Linked DNA regions of Mus musculus: region 1 is linked to region 2. Evidence: chromatin contacts called from public ChIA-PET data. All regions are on one chromosome and are shown on one strand. Each heading gives the region's core, a stretch centred on a gene start, on an enhancer-like site or on the middle of the called end of the contact. The rest is flanking DNA. Distances are from core to core; before and after follow the strand shown. Region 1 overlaps Lclat1 (lysocardiolipin acyltransferase 1). Region 2 holds the start of Lclat1 (lysocardiolipin acyltransferase 1).

What was found. ChIA-PET counts read pairs in DNA pulled down with a chosen protein or histone mark.
Region 1: an RNA polymerase II ChIA-PET map of memory CD8 T cells shows a contact between it and region 2, with 899 read pairs. The contact joins the enhancer-like site here to the promoter of Lclat1 in region 2. A contact is called at or near these places in 1 of 39 promoter capture datasets (liver), 2 of 15 datasets of contacts at CTCF or cohesin (CD8 T cells and the NIH/3T3 cell line), 21 of 484 Hi-C or Micro-C datasets (the C10 cell line, CD4 T cells, CD8 T cells and 9 more), 13 of 115 datasets of contacts at active chromatin or transcription factors (CD8 T cells, the HPC-7 cell line, the SCID.adh cell line and 8 more) and 3 of 9 other capture datasets (adipose tissue, liver and pancreatic islet).

What each region holds. Positions count from the first base shown.
Region 1 is chr17:73,161,964-73,166,823 of GRCm38.p6, reverse strand. It overlaps Lclat1 (lysocardiolipin acyltransferase 1), which reads right to left. Exons shown (of 6, transcript NM_001177967.1): 2 at 4,833-4,860. Among named protein-coding and RNA genes, the nearest start is that of Lclat1, 56 kb to the right of the region's middle. Within about 2 kb of position 2,938, at least 52 of the 459 cell types and tissues checked have an H3K27ac peak or open chromatin away from gene starts, as enhancers often do. A contact at or near this core is called in CD8 T cells, the SCID.adh cell line, Th1 cells and 7 more, where this site is marked.
Region 2 is chr17:73,104,674-73,109,985 of GRCm38.p6, reverse strand. It overlaps Lclat1 (lysocardiolipin acyltransferase 1), which reads right to left and starts at 2,001. Exons shown (of 6, transcript NM_001177967.1): 1 at 1,830-2,001.

The sequences.
Region 1 (4,860 bases), core at 1,689-4,188, 56 kb before region 2:
TAATTTCTTTCTTCAGAGTCTTGAAGTTCTTATCATACAGATCTTTCACTTCCTTAGTTAGTCACGCCAAAGTATTTTTTATTATTTGTGACTATTGAGAATATTGATAAGTGGATATTAGCCCAGAAACTTATGATACCCAAGATATAGGATACAATATACCTGAATTTTATAATAGCCAGAAGCTGGAAAGAACCCAGATGCCCCTCAACAGAGGAATGGATACAGACAATGTGGTACATTTACATAATGGAGTACTACTCAGCTATTAAAAAGAATGAATTTATGAAATTCCTAGGCAGATGGATGGACCTGGAGGGCATCATCCTGAGTGAGGTAACCCAATCACAAAGGAACTCACGCAATATGTACTCACTGATAAGTGGATATTAGCCCAGAAACTTAGGATACCCAAGATATAAGATACAATTTGCTAAACGCATGAAACTCAAGAAGAACGAAGACCAAAGTGTGGACACTTTTCTTAGAATTGGGAACAAAACACCCATGGAAGGAGTTACAGAGACAAAGTTTGGAAGTGTGACGAAAGGATGGACCATCTAGAATCTGCCATATCCGGGGATCCATCCCATAATCAGCTTCCAAACGCTGACACCATTGCATACACTTGCAAGACTTTGCTGTAAGGACCCAGATAGAGCTGTCTCTTGTGAGACTATGCCGGGCCTAGCAAACACAGAAGTGGATGCTCACAGTCAGCTATTGGATGGATCACAGGGCCCCCAATGGAGGAGCTAGAGAAAGTACCCAAGGAGCTAAAGGGATCTGCAACCCTACAGGTGGAACAACATTATGAACTAACCAGTACCCCGGAGCTCTTGACTCTAGCTGCATATGTATCAAAAGATGGCTTAGTCGGCCATCACTGGAAAGAGAGGCCCATTGGATTTGCAAACTTTATATGCCCCAGTACAGGGGAACGCCAGGGCCAAAAAGGGGGAGTGGGGGGGTAGGGGAGTGGGGGGAGGGTATGGGGGACTTTTGGGATAGCGTTGGAAATGTAAATGAAATAAATACCCAATAAAATAAATAAATAAAATTTCTTTTAAAAAGATAATCTTTTGTTATCAAAGAATACACGAAGACTGTCTACTAAAATCTTCCAGCATACCATCTACATCGAATTCCTGACACAAATGAATGTTGAAATGCTTGCCAGGTTTGTTAAATTAACATTTCTAGTACCCGTGGTTATAATTTAGATTGAATATTCAGAAGGAAAGTGTGTGTTACAAATGAGAGCTCTTACACAGTGAGCCGGTTTGCTCCCCTTTCATTTCTCCTTTATATTGTCCAGAATCTAGGCTCAAACTCCTACCACAGCCTCCCAAGTGTCCTCTTTTGGGAATAAGTAGCCGTGGATACAACTTTGTAGTTGTTTCTTTTTGTACTGAGTGTATTTCCTTCTAAAGCTCTTTTAGAAAGCCTTACTTGTGGATATTCAAATCTATGACCTGTTTCTGCTCCTCTTTCAATGTCATGTTTGTGTTTCATTCTACCACACATGCTCATAGCTCATTCACTGTCAATGTTGAATTGTTTCATAGTGTTTGAGGGGTTGGATTTTTTTTAATCCCCTTTGATCAAGCCTTTCTCCACTAGTTATAAAATAAACTAGGACTTACATGTAAATGGTTTGGAATTTAAACTGAAGTTGGGCATAAGGATGTGCTGTAGTCTTGGTTTCTTGCGTTGGGCGGCTAGGTAGAGCTCCCTAACCAGGGCTGGCCAGTGCTGTTGCTGGACCTGCTTCACAGCTGCAGTTCCTCCAGTGTGCATGGAGACAGGAGGGCTGCTGAGGGAGGCTCGCTGGCTTCTGGTGTGGGAAACACTAACTCAAGGCATAAGTGAACAGCAATAGAGGAAATACAGGGCATGTTCTTCTATGCACGAGCCTACCACCACAGAAATACACACAGATTATTCATTAAAGCACTTCTCAATGTTTCTGCTGGTTTGTTTAAAATTAAAAGCTTTATGGGCTGATCATGGTGACACATGCTTTTAACCCCAGGGCTTGAGAGGCATAGGTAAGTGGATCTCTGGTTTTCTGATAAAACAGAGTAACAGTCAACTTCTACCTCATTTAACAGAAAGAAAAAAGAAAGTTTTTCATTCAAATGAAAAGCAGAAAAGACAGGGTGAATAAGCTCTGTGATGGTTTGTATATTCTTGGACCAGGGAGTGGCATCATTTGGAGGTGTGGCCTTGTTGGAATGGGTGTGACCTGGTTGGAGTGGGTGTGTCACTGTGGGTGTGGGCATAAGATCCTCAGTCTTCCACTAGCAGCCTTTGGATGAAGATGTAGAACTCTCAGCTCTGCCTATGCCATGCCTGCTTGGATGCTGCCATGCTCCCACCTTGATGATGGAATGAACCTCTGAACCTGTAAGCCAGCCCATATTAAATGTTGTTTTTTTATAAAACTTGTCTTGGTCATGCTGTCTGTTCACAGCAGTAAAACCCTAAGACAAGCTCACAGCTGAAGAGGATGTTTTAGGTAATGGACTGTCACCCCCACAAGATGGAACTCTCATCTGTCCTGTTCGTAATTACATCAAAGAATCTGCCTGTGTCTTGAAAACACCGGTGAAGTGAATTTAAAGCTAATCACTTCTGTTTGGCAGAGGAAATTCTCAGACAAGAGAGCATTTTATTCTGTGGCATGGCTACTTTTTACTAGATTTACCCAGGTTTACAGTTAAAAAGAGAAGAAGAAAAAGTCAGGATAGATCCAGATAGAGCTAGATCCAGGATAGCCAGAGCAACAGAAACAAACCCTGGGAGTGGGGGTAAGACTTAAAAGAAAATGCAGTCTATTGAGGAGGAAAGAGCTCAAAAGTTAAACCTTACAGCCACAGAAACACCTGGCTGTGCTCTGTGACAACAGGAAATGAGCCCAAAGAGAAAGACTTTACCCATTAAGGGCTCCAACTTGTGAGAAGGAAATTTTACTTGAAAAGAGAGCCTGATCAGGAAATGTAGCTGAGAGTGCTCCCCTTGCCTTGAAAGCAGCTGTCTGGGTAAGTGTTCTCCAGTATAAGCACGTGGAAGCTGATAGCAGTGCTCCAAAGGGGACCTAGTCACATCTCAAGCTGGTAGAAGAATGTGACAGCATTGTCCACGTAGGACTGGCTTTGCTGGCACGACAGATGCAAGAATGAAGAGGCCCTAGAATCTACTTCAGAGAGCAGCTGAGGCCAGGCAAGGTGTGGCAGGGCAGACACCTGCAAGCCTAAGTGTCTATGGAGATCCAGGATGTTGAAGAGGTCAGAACCTTTTGTCAAGTGTATTTCATTACAGAATAAGAACAGAACGCTTTAACTGCAAGTGTCCATAAAAGAGAAAGAAGAGAAGGAGGAGGAGGAGGAGGGAGAGAAGGTGCTGAGAAAGCTGGGAGGACCAGGCTGCATGCAGTACTGCATTTATAAAGCAGACACATCTGTATAGAAAACTGAAAGCACAAGTAACGGCAAGAGGGGAAGGCTAACTTTTAGAAGTGATGGTTGCGAGTTTAAGAGCCCTCACTACAGGATTCATTTTTCAACAAGAAAAATACACTATAAATGATTTAAAAGTCAATGGTCAGGAAACCCTCCCATGCCCACCCCATGTCCTGGAACTCACTCTGTAGACCAGGTTAGCGGCAGACTCAGAGATTCGCCTGCCCTTCAAGTGCTGAGATTACAGGTGTGAGCCACCACCACCACACACACAGCTGTTTCTGTTCATGTAAACCTACCCAAGCACCACTTCAGGAACTGAGTCAACCTGAATCTGAAGGGCCCACGGCAGCCACAAGACACGTTCACCCTGACGGCAGGCGCGCTGCCTGCTGCCTCAGTGATGAATGGCGATGAAACAGGATGGAAAGGGGCCTTACCAATCAGGGAAGACTGTTTCCATTCCTGTTTTCTTTTTCAGACGCTAAACACCTGGCCTCCCTACCAAAACAGTCTGACAAGCCCAGTAGCCTAAGCAGAAAGAAGAATTCACTGTTGCTAAGGAGAAAGGACTGGAACAATCCCCAAGGGAAAGACAAGCACGCACTGCTCACTGATTGGCAGCGGCCTCTTCCCAGTACCAGAGGAGGCAGGAGCTGGGACTAGAAACCAACAGCCATCAGCTCAAGATGAGGGATGCTCTCAGAGCACCATGATGACCTTGTAGAGTGCCGCCTGCCCCATGACTACGGAACACTGAGTGCACTCTGATCTTACCCAATCTGTTCGCTTCATCTGCACAGAGAAGTCACATGTCTTTTGTAAGTTCCTAATCTCTGTAATTACTGGAAAGAACTGAATCAAACCCGCCTCTGAGAAGTTAGGAAGCTGTTCACTGTTAGAAGCTTTGTGGGGTGGGTTACATTTTTACTTAATTTTTTTTCATACAATCTGTTGATATTCTTTCCCTGACCCAATAGAATCTTAATAGGCATCACTGCTTTATAAAACACAAAATGGATATGCAGAATAAATTTAAATAATGTAAAAACTCTTCAATCTTTAACATTTATATATTTTTAGATATAAAAAATATACCTTTCATTATATGAAATATAAAAGAAAATGCATGAAGAACATAGAAAGAAGTTCGTATTTTCTGTGAGGATCCCTATGAGGGTTTGCTTTAAGGACATGAATATTTGTATTTCTGTTTTCTATTTCTCTCCTTTTTTACATCTGGAATGCTTACTATAGAACACAGAATATTGTGTTTCTCCTGAGAACTAGACCTCCGATGCTAACTGAGTTCAAGAGACAGGCCACCCCAGCACAAGCAGGCGGACCCCTCTCTGGTGCACAACTTACCACAGGAAGTGTGAGCCATGTAGCCACA
Region 2 (5,312 bases), core at 752-3,251:
CGGCCATCACTGGAAAGAGAGGCCCATTGGACACACAAACTTTATATACCCCAGTACAGGGGAACACCAAGGCCAAAAAAATGGGAATGGGTGGGTAGGGAAGTGGGGGGGGAGTAGGGGGGACTTTTGGGATAGCATTGGAAATGTAATTGAGGAAAATACATAATAATAAAAAAGAAAGAAAGAAAGAAGAAGAAGCAGAAGCAGCAGCCACCTAGTTACCACTACATATAACCTCAATCCTAGGCCAAACTGACTCTATCTCCCCAGATTCAGTTTGAAAGAGTCCCTCCTAACGTATGCAGGAGCCAACCTCTTTAGACCTGGTGGGAACATTTGCTCAAATTAAAGCCACGTGGAAACCACAGTGCAAGATACTCGGGGCACCCCTGAGACAGAAGCTATTAGGACTGAAGCTAAGTGCTCTGTGTCTTTTCAATTCCTTTACTAAATCAAAAACACCTAAGTCTAAGGCCTGGCGTGATAGCTCAATGGTTTAAAGCACTTACTCCTCTTTTAAGGGAGCAGGGTTGGGTTCCCCACACCCACATTAGGTGACTCAAAAACCATCTGAAACTCCAGCTCCAGTGTCACCACACTGTGTGGTGAATATAAACTCATGCAGCCTCGCATACACAAATACAAATTTTTTAATACATGAATTTTGCAAAGTCTTTCATCAAAATAGTATTTTAAAAAGTAGCCCATCCAACTCTTTAAACTTTTTGTGACAGGGGGTTTCTTTCCCGAAACACGTGATGGGTATGAATGGGAAGCATTTTATCTTGGTAAGGCCTTCACCAATTTCTTTTTCAATACTTTCCTTGGACTTAACTGAATGTAAAACTCAGCTCTGTCTACATCCAATCAGAGGCGACTAAGCCTTCAGGCAAGAACCAGGAAACAAAACAGCTCCACAACCACAAAGAAACACCTTATGCCTTGTCTTTATTGCTTCTGGTCAAACATAATCTTAGATGTTAAGATACAACTTGAGAAGCCGGGCGTGGTGGAGCACGCCTTTAATCACAGCATTTCGGAGGCAGAGGCAGATTTCTGAGTTTGAGGCCAGCCTGGTCTACATAGTGATACAAAGTGACAGCCAGGACTATACAGAGAAACACTGTCTCGAAAAAAAAAACAAAAACAAAAACAAACAAAAAAAGAACAACAAAAAAGATACAACCTGAGAGACCAAACCTGCCAGGTGGGCGTGGTGAAGCACGCCTGTTATCGCACCAATACAAGGGCAGAGGCAAGGACCATGAGAGGCCAGCCCTTAGCTAGAGCGAATGCCAATAAAAAGGAAAATTGGACTCGAAGTCAGCCTTCAATGTGGCCTATCGTTCTTTCTGTGGCACTGCCACCTAGACCTAGGGCACACCTCTGTCACCTGCAAGAAACAAACTGCTTGAACCCTGAAAAACTCTCTTGTGGGCCGTTCACGTGGCGACCCCTGGAAAGCCTTGTGCTCCTGGAATCTGGACCCTGACACACCGTAGGCGGTGTAGGGGGACCCGGCAGCTCCCGGGTTTCACCGAGGTGTGGTGTGGACAGGAAGGTGAGCACAGAAGGGGCACCCGACGCTCCTCGCCCCCGCATCCTGATCAGCTCTGGAGGCTTCGGCCTCCCTCCCAAGAGCCGATCGCCCTAAGCCCTCCACCCAATTCCCGCCAGTGTCCGTCCCCCAGGGCCCACCCGAGGAGGCCTGCTCCGGGGAAAAGCCGCCGAGCCGCAGCTCTCCATCCGCCCACTCGGGAAAAAAAAATCCCTTGGCTGCCGCCATGTTCCCGCGCCGAAGCCCACACCTGACACCGCGGGCCGCGCACCTGGGACACACCGGGGGAAACGCGCGACGTCGCGGGGACACTGGGGCGAGACAGCGACTCCACGGGGGTCACAACCTGGGAGAAGAACCCGCCGCTAATTCATCCCGAAGCGGGGAGGCGTCGAGCCCCGTCGCCTTAGTAATGCGTCCCTCCGGGCTCCACCCTGATTGGCTCCTGGCGCAGTGACGCAAGGCGTCTCCGGCTGCGTGGGAAGCCCTTGAACCGGGCGCTCCGCCCCTGCTCCGCAGTGGGGAGAGACCCCGGGCGTCGTCTAAGCTCCTTTAAAGGAACCGCGCCCCAGATCAGTGTGGCCAGGCGCAGATGCCTGCCAAAGCTGGTAGGGGTAGAGGAGCAAGAAACCAAAAATGAGAACTCAAGCGGTGGTCTCCGGGGAATCTAGTGGTTGCGTAGGGGGATGGCAAAGCTAGAGCACTCATTTGCAAGCCTAACGTTTACGTCAGGAATCAAAGGGCAATTTAGTATCCAGCCAATTCTAGAGCCTGAGTTTCTGCTGGCACAAAACTCAAGACACCTTCAACGCCTGAGGTTACCTCATGGAAAATAAATCGGAGGCAATCATTTACAACTCTTACTTTCTTGCCTCATGTAAAGAGCAAATGATCACGCAGTCAGTTCTAGAGCCAGGTTCCTGATGGTGTAAAACTAAACGCACCTTCATTCAACCCCTAAAGTTGCAGGATGGAAAACGCAGAGACACTAAATGACAAGCGTTATTTTCTTGCCCCAAGTCAAAAAGCAACTCCAGGTTCTGTGGTGCGCAACTGTTGCTAATTCGCAGTGTTTGCTCAAGTCTCAACGTTTCCTCTTCTGGATGGCCCAATCAGTTTTTATGTTGCTGTCGGGTTTTTGTCGTTGTTGTTGTTGTTGTTTGGTTTTTTGGGTTTTTTTTTTTTTTCTGTTTGTTGGTTTTTTTGGTTTTTTTTTTTTTTTCTGTTTGTTGGTTTTTTGGGTTTTTTTTTTTTTTTTTAAGTTTGGTTTGGTTTGGTTTGGTTTTGTAGGACACTCTTTTGGAAAGGTCTTTGTGCCTTTCTACAGTGTTGGATCTGGCTCCAAACCTACCAGACTAAGCACCTGGATGCTAGAGACTGGTTAATTTAACCTCTTTGCGTTTCCCCTGCACAATACCTTCTTGCTGACTTTTAACAGATAATAGACATCTTTAAAAATATGAAATGTCCACACATAGCCGACAGAGCCTTTCAACAGCTTTTCATTTATGTTTATTCATTTAATCTGTTTATTTAACATGAAACAGAGAGAAATGAATTTTTAAGTTCAGGGTAGCCTTGTGTGGTAGTACATGCCTGTAGTCCCAGCAGTCCCCATAACAGAGCCAGGAGACTGCCTCTGCAAGACTCTAAATTTTAAAAAACAAATGCAAGGTGCCTTCGCGCTCAGAGCCAGCGTTACCTCTCCTTTACCTTTATTCAATACTTAAGTGTTTGAGATGTGCCACAATTGTATTAGAAAACAGAAAATACAACGAAGGAAAAAAAGCAGCACAAAAATGCAGTTATCCCTCAGAGGTTGAACGGACCTCACTTTTGTCTCTAAACTCAAGAGTTCTGGGAAAATCTTAGGAATTTTAAGGCTTGTCATTGTTTTGAACTTAACATGGGGATCCCCCAGAACCTCTCAAGAATGCACCGCTGTGAGTTCTCTGAGGATTTAAAGAGTCTATACATAGCCTTCCCTCTACTAGAGATTCCTCTTTTGTTCTAATGGATTAAAGGAGAGTAGTGAAGAAAGATGGATACCCGAGACTCCAGGATAGCCCCCTCAACTTAGATCCTTTAACCAACATTTCTCAACATAAAAATAAATCAGAGTACTTTTCTTTCCCCAGTCTGTAGTTATTTAAGACACAAAAAAGGGGGGGGGGGCTAGGCAGTGGTGGCTCACAACTTTAATTCCAGAATTGGAGAGGCAGAAACAGGCAGATCTCTGTGAGTTCCAAGCCAGCCTGATCTATAGCATATAAGAGACTTTGGAAAAGGACTGAAGAAGAAGAAACGTGGGTCCTCATGTACAGCAGTCTCTCCTTCAGTCCTTGCAGCCTAAGAGTCCTCTCAGGTCTTGAAATTGAGCAGCAGATTAGAATTTTCTACTGGGGTGACGTCTGAACCCACTTTTTCACTTATCGCTCATCAGCTCAGACTATATATTATACAGTACCATTATCGTCTGCCCACATACCCCCTGCCTAAAGAAAAGGATGCTATGTTCCATCAGCCATCTTCAGAAGGTCAGGTCAAGATCCCTGGATGCCACTTCAACCTTGCCATCCATTATGGTAATTAGATTGTCACTGCTTCTCAGAACTGTCTCGGCTCCTCTGGCATCTTTCATTCCCCGATGCGACTATTATAAATAACAACAGTCCCATTAGACATGTCCTGCTTTTAGAAGACAAACACCTCTGAGCTTCTCAGTGATGCTGTTACTCTCTGGCAGAGCCTTGAGCCTCGGAGTGATAAGCAATGTCATCCAGGCCCTTGCTGTGGGGGACAGAGGGAGCCAGAAAAGTTTCTAGTCAGTTGGCCAATCCATTTGCAGTTTCTCTGATTTTTTTTGTTTTTATTTCTATTTCCACATTGTACCATGAGAGTTCTGGGATCTCTCTTTCAACGTGGTCATTTGCTTTCCCTGGATTTTAAGAGTCATCCCAGCAGTATATTAGAGTTGGCTCCCAGAGCTCAGACCATGGGAGGTGGGACACTGATTTCCCTCCTCAACTGTCAAGACAAGATGAGATTTGCCACACAGACCCAAGTAAGTGGACCCTGTATCTTCCAACAGAGGCAAAGAGGCCTACTTGAATCTGAGGGTTCCAAGTTCTCAAGTAAGCCTCACTCCAAGGCATGCTCTGCTGTTTCTGGGTCAGCACCCCAACTTTGGCATTGGAAATATGTCCAAGATGACTAGCTAGCTAGCTCTTAAATTTCTGGGGTTATACCTAGTCTTCAGTTAGGATGCATGTGTCGAAAAGTCTTTTAAAAATCTACTGACCTTGTCTTCCAGTTCCGTGTTGCTTATATAATAATAGTCACTAATCTCCAAGTCCTTACAGTATTTTCTTCAAACCCGTCAGTCTCCAAAGCAGCTAACGCACTTCTCCTCCTGCACCCTTCCTTGTTCAGCAAAGTCATCTGCCATGCTAGCCCAGGTACTGTTAATAGTTCAGTAAGTAGCTATGGGATCGGTTGCCTAGCAATGGGACTTGTTCTCATTTTCCTTCCTGTCCTCTTGAGAATGCCATCTTTTGTTGGCTTCCTAGGACCACCTCCTGCTGGTGGCTTCCTAGAATTGGGGGCAGGGGGTGCTGAAGCAAAGATGTGCTTACAAGACTCTTGCTCTCAAGAGAAGAAGGTGGAGGTGAAAGAAACAGATTAGGGAGAGGAGAGAGGAAAGTAGCAACATGGTCTCAGCTAGAGACCAGCTTCAGCAGGAATTGCTTGGAAT